Linked DNA regions of Mus musculus: region 1 is linked to region 2. The links are chromatin contacts, called in public HiChIP or PLAC-seq maps. All regions are on one chromosome and are shown on one strand. The core of a region is the stretch at or near the end of the contact, and the rest is flanking DNA. Distances in the headings are between cores, read along the strand shown. Region 1 overlaps Skap1 (src family associated phosphoprotein 1). Region 2 holds the start of Hoxb4 (homeobox B4).

What was found. HiChIP or PLAC-seq counts read pairs in DNA pulled down with a chosen protein or histone mark.
Region 1: a contact with region 2 is called in an H3K4me3 HiChIP or PLAC-seq map of embryonic stem cells, with 28 read pairs. The contact joins the enhancer-like site here to the promoter of Hoxb4 in region 2. A contact is called at or near these places in 10 of 39 promoter capture datasets (the C10 cell line, the HPC-7 cell line, cranial neural crest and 5 more), 1 of 15 datasets of contacts at CTCF or cohesin (large pre-B cells), 2 of 484 Hi-C or Micro-C datasets (embryonic fibroblasts and nephron progenitors), 17 of 115 datasets of contacts at active chromatin or transcription factors (bone marrow-derived macrophages, craniofacial prominence, embryonic basal ganglia and 9 more) and 3 of 9 other capture datasets (embryonic stem cells, liver and pancreatic islet).

What each region holds. Positions count from the first base shown.
Region 1 is chr11:96,712,170-96,714,869 of GRCm38.p6, forward strand. It overlaps Skap1 (src family associated phosphoprotein 1), which reads left to right. Exons shown (of 12, transcript NM_001177899.1): 9 at 848-1,033. Among named protein-coding and RNA genes, the nearest start is that of Snx11, 64 kb to the right of the region's middle. Within about 2 kb of position 1,277, at least 21 of the 459 cell types and tissues checked have an H3K27ac peak or open chromatin away from gene starts, as enhancers often do. A contact at or near this core is called in embryonic stem cells and stem cell-derived neural progenitor cells, where this site is marked.
Region 2 is chr11:96,316,955-96,319,654 of GRCm38.p6, forward strand. Hoxb4 (homeobox B4) reads left to right here and starts at 1,313. Exons shown (of 2, transcript NM_010459.7): 1 at 1,313-2,269. The coding sequence starts at 1,816. It overlaps Mir10a (microRNA 10a), which reads left to right and starts at 211; the gene lies at 211-320. It also overlaps a transcript of Hoxb3 not described here.

The DNA of each region.
Region 1 (2,700 bases), core at 27-2,526, 400 kb after region 2:
TGTCTCTCCATCCTTCCTGTCCCCAGAGTATGCTCAGTGTGCTCGCTGGGTCCTGCAGCGGCCCCTCGGTGGTGGGGTGGGGGTGGGGGTGGGGGTTCCGGGAGCACACTGAAGGCAGAGAACAAGCTTCCCATCCCCCTATCAGAATTGAAACCAATCTTTCTCCCCGCCCTGGTGCTCACCAGTGCGGTAATGGCTGAACACCCCCTCCTCAGTGACCCACTTTGAGGTCATCCAGGCCGCAAAAGGACATGGTAACTGTGCTGTTTGGCCATTCCGTCTGGTCACACCACGGTTGTGTTTTCCCGTGCCCCCATTTCTTTTCTTCTGCTGCTTTTCCTCATTTGTTTTTCTTCCCTCTCCACGAACAAATTTGTCTGAATTCCACAGTGAGACCACCGGGAAATGAACGTCTGAGAGCTCAGACTCCGCCATATTGCCTGGGCTCTGTCACCCTGGCCAACTTGGAGCCATCGCTCACCGATCCGGTTTTCTGCTTGGCGAGCAGAGCATAGGACACAGGCAATGCCTCGCCTGGCCTATTTTCTTCCTTTCACCTTGCGTTTCCGTTCCCATACCCATACTTTTCTGGGCTGCTTCATCCTGACCACGTTTTATTGCCAGGGAGGATTTATGTTGGTGGGTTAAACCTGATGCAGTGACGGGCTGGCCTTTTCTGTAGATTTCCTGCCACTGAGGCCCGCATTAGAAATAACAGCCCTTAACCTAGTGTTTCATTTTCTCCTGACATGTTTTATTCTCATCCCTCCTCCTCTCTCACCTCCTCCTTTCCTATACTTCTTTTTTTTTCTATCTTTATTCATTCTTATCTTTGCTCCCGCTGCAGATCTTAGCTCCTTAACCATTCCCTTCGAAGAGGAGGAGGAGGAAGAGGAGGAAGAAGAGAAAGAAGAGGAAGAAATGTACAATGACGTCGATGGCTTTGACTCCCCAAGGTCTGGCTCCCAGTGCAGAGCCATGGCCTTGCCTGAGCCTACTGAGAAAGAGGAGGACATTTATGAAGTCCTACCAGGTAAGATACATCACCGGCTAACTACCCACCTCCTGCTGCTCAGAAAAACAACAACAAAAACAAAAAACTCTTGACATGCGAAAGAACGAAACAGCCCCCAAAGTTATCCCTATTCAAGGTTCACTGTCTGAAGGAGATGGTGTAAAAAGCCCGGTGACTCTGCCTTGTTCTGGGAACAAGATGAAATCCTCTTTCAGCGGTACCACGTGACGTGACGTCACTTGTTCTTGAGCCATGAAGGTTAAAGGCTAGAGACCACTCCCTCTGTTTCTCATTGGCTAGCTGTGAGTTTGGGGGTGCGTTCTCATAACTCTCTAGCCCTGGCTTACTTTCTGTAGAATCTGGAGAAGGATAAAGCATTGTCTCAAAGGTACGGAGGATTTCCAAAGTCTGGATTGTGCAGATGCCAACAATGGTCTTGATACAGTAAAACTCTGATAGAACACACCTCATCATCGCCCAGAGTCAAATCTCATCTCCTCAGAGTAAGCCTACCCTGCCTCGCCTCTCCCCGTGCTGGGGCCGGTTGACTCTGGAGCCCTCCCCTTCACAAGGCAGGCTCACTAGCATCTCAGAAAACGCACAGTCATCACTGTTCCCGCAGAGCCACTTCTGGTGGGAATCCAGCAGCTGGTGAACAGTACAGAACACAGTGGGGGTCAGACTGGAAAGCCGGAGCCTGAGCCTTTTAATTGTGAGGTATTTAGACAATGGGAAAGCTGAATCTTCAAGTCCATTCAGGAAGCGCTCCTGTGGAAATTTGCCAGGAGTTTAGTACTCTGCTAAGAAATTCAAATTAAGCCAAAATTTATAGCAATTTAAGCCTGCATCCCAGATGAACCTGGAAACTAAGGTGAACCCAACACTTAGGCCCCAGAAGACAGGGCCCCTTGCTAAAAGCATTATCAGTAAATAATTGCATCTCAAGGCTTCCTAAGAGGAGGACCCAGCCTTCTTAAGTAGGTATTCCCTATTTGTCTCTTGCCTGAGAGACAAGCGACGTCATTGCTCTCTGAGTCAAGTTGCAAGTCTGTGTGTCCTCAAAGCCCCACCAAGAAGTGTTCAATCCTCCTCAGTCCTCCAGCCTCTGCCAGACTCCACTTCCCCTGGCGGCGGCGGCGGTGGTGGTGGTTGTTGTTGTTGTTGTTGTTGTTGTGTTTTATTATGCAAATGATATCTTGGTTGAGGTCGAGCCATTTCTTGTGTCTGAAGTTAAAAAAAAAATGATAATTTCCTCAGCAAGTCATCGTCGTTAATGAAGTTTTACAAAAACAGATACAACCAAAGGAAAATAAAATTTCACAGGTGATAAATTTTTCCAATTTCCCTGGCAGAATTCGATAGGATTGTTAAATTAAGAGTGAAGGTGTCTGTTAGGAAGCAACGAGCGGTGATGGGTAATTTTATAGAGTGGAAAATTGAATCAAATTGCTACATTAAAACAGAGCTCCTCCGAGAATCTTCCTCCACAGCCTGTGCCATTGCAACAGCAGGGTGCAGAAAGCGATCTAATTCACCACACTCCCTAAAAGGAGATGCTCTCCCCAGCTTGGCCAGGATCTTCCTAGAGAGCTCACGCCAGCCCAGGTTCGGGGAAAGAGCCGGATGAGGCTTCACCTGAGGTTCCAACGATCTCCAAGCCACTCTGCCTTCTGGGCTGCAGAGAA
Region 2 (2,700 bases), core at 63-2,562:
GCACAACAGCTGCCTTTTTAAAAAATCTTATTTTATTTTTTGAATAGAAAGTTGAAACCCCTTGTAATCCCAAGAACGGACCCACAGTGACTTTTCTGCTCCCAGATCTCAAAATTAAAACAAAACGAAATAAAAATGAAAACATTCAGATCACACCCAAAAGAAGAACGCACGGAAAGTAAGAGAACTGGAAATTTCCTGGGCCAAGAAGACCTGTCTGTCTTCTGTATATACCCTGTAGATCCGAATTTGTGTAAGGAATTTTGTGGTCACAAATTCGTATCTAGGGGAATATGTAGTTGACATAAACACTCCGCTCATATTCTTTCCCAGAAGAAAAATAGATTATTTTCTAAATGAGGACAATCCAGTGACTGCCTTCAAGAAGACTCCTTTTCTTTTCCTCCCTCAACCAATGAGGGAGAAATCTCATCTACCTGAGGTGTCCCCATGCACACCCCTGGAAGCTTGGGTCCTTGTTCACTCAAGAGATTAATGTTACTGGTGTTTTAAAATTTATCTTTAAGCCCCAACCTACCTATTCTTATTCTGGGTCCAGGGGGCTTTATTGGAAATCATGAGGAGGAAAAAAAGATTGCTGAAGGCTGCAGTGTGCAAAGGCAAAGGAAATTTGCTTTTTAAAAGGATGCGAAGATTGCTGTTTCGTTGAATTCAAGACAAGATGCCCTGAAAACATAAGGTTGCCATGGGTGTTCTTGTGCGTGTGATGTTGGTGGGGGCGTCACAGCTAGGGCTCCTTTACTTAGTATTCAAGGTTGTGAAATTTCTTTCTGCCACACTGACAGAGGCGGCGGCTTTAGCGGCAATTAGAACTCTTGGTTAGCATTGCTTCGACGAATCTGGAATTAGCAAATTACTATTCAATTGGTTTTAGGAACTTGCGGGTTTGGTTTGGTTTCATTGTATCTTCTGTCTTTAGTGGAGGGAGTCCAGCCGTTCCTCTGACCTTGGGCCTTGTGGGTTAAAGGGAGGGAGTGTTGAGGAGGACAGACTGACGGACACAGCCGATGCTCATAGTGCAGCTAAATGCGATTTGGAAGGCGAAGTCTCCCCGAATTAGTGCGTGAATTTCCTATCGATCTGCTCGCGGTTCCATTCATCTCTGACAAGTCCCTCTGCGCACCCGCCTTCTAGCTCCCGACGCCTCCTCACTCACCTCCTACCCCTCCCCATCTGGCTGCACTGAGAAGCCCCAAGCTCAGCGCCCCTATGACCTAGTGGGTACCCATTTCAAGAAGGCGCTCCCTGGTCGGCCAACCACTTAAAACCCCACACAGACACCTAGTGCGTGAGCTCCCTCTTATCCTGGGGAGGAGATGGGGCCCTATGGGAGTCAGAGAAAGGTTGGTGGAGATTAGGTAGGGCAGGGGTGGGGGCTACACCCGCAGCCCCAACTTCTGAGGGATGCAGGGTTTGTGCTCTGCCCAGCCCCCTCACCCCCAAACAGGCCCTCCAATTAACCTGCTCACTCTTTCTTAGTTCATCACCCCTCTCTGTTGTGGAGAAAGCCAGGCGAGGAGGGGGTCTCCCCGCGGGAGCCCTATGTAAATCCTGGTGTTGGGTGGGTGGGGAGGGGTAGAGAAGGGGAAATAAACCTCTTTGGCTGGAGTAGGGTCCGGGTGAGCAGATTTCCTTATCCGGGAATCGCAGGCCGGGTGGCCATTGGCTCGGAGGATCACGTGGGCCTCTAACTTTGTTCACTTGACAGTAAGTAGGAGGGCTTTCGGAAACAGGAAAACGAGTCAGGGGTCGGAATAAATTTTAGTATATTTTGTGGGCAATTCCCAGAAATTAATGGCTATGAGTTCCTTTTTGATCAACTCAAACTATGTCGACCCCAAGTTCCCTCCGTGCGAGGAGTATTCACAGAGCGATTACCTACCCAGCGACCACTCGCCCGGGTACTACGCCGGCGGCCAGAGGCGAGAGAGCGGCTTCCAGCCGGAGGCGGCCTTTGGGCGCCGGGCGCCGTGCACTGTGCAGCGCTACGCGGCCTGCCGAGACCCCGGGCCCCCGCCACCTCCGCCGCCCCCGCCGCCCCCGCCACCGCCCGGGCTGTCCCCTCGGGCTCCAGTGCAGCCAACAGCCGGGGCCCTCCTCCCGGAGCCCGGGCAGCGCAGCGAGGCGGTCAGCAGCAGCCCCCCGCCGCCTCCCTGCGCCCAGAACCCCCTGCATCCCAGCCCGTCCCACTCCGCGTGCAAAGAGCCCGTCGTCTACCCCTGGATGCGCAAAGTTCACGTGAGCACGGGTGAGTGCGTGGGCACCCCTTCCCCTCCCACCCCCGGCGCTTTACAGTGAAGGGACCTCCGAGGCATGTGGGGGAGGGAGCGAGGGGAAGCCAATTGTCCCCGCTATAAACTCGCCATTGCCAGAGATTTACGGTCTCCTGTTTTCAGAGCCACATAATTACATCGCCCATAAATTTTTATGGCCTAGTGGGCCCTGCGCCTTTGAAGTCATCCTCTTCTTCATTCTCCCAGCGACTTTTTCGCCAGGGATTCGCAGTCCCAGTAAAGTTGGAAGTTGGGGAGGGGTGTGGGAGGAGGGGAGGAGAAGGAAGAGGAGGAGGTAATCCCTATTTAAGCACAGAGTTGAATCAACTTCCTGGATTTCTTTTTTTTTTTTTTTTCCCCTTTCTTCCAATCTGGTACCTTGGCTGGAGAAGTAGGCAAAAGTTTT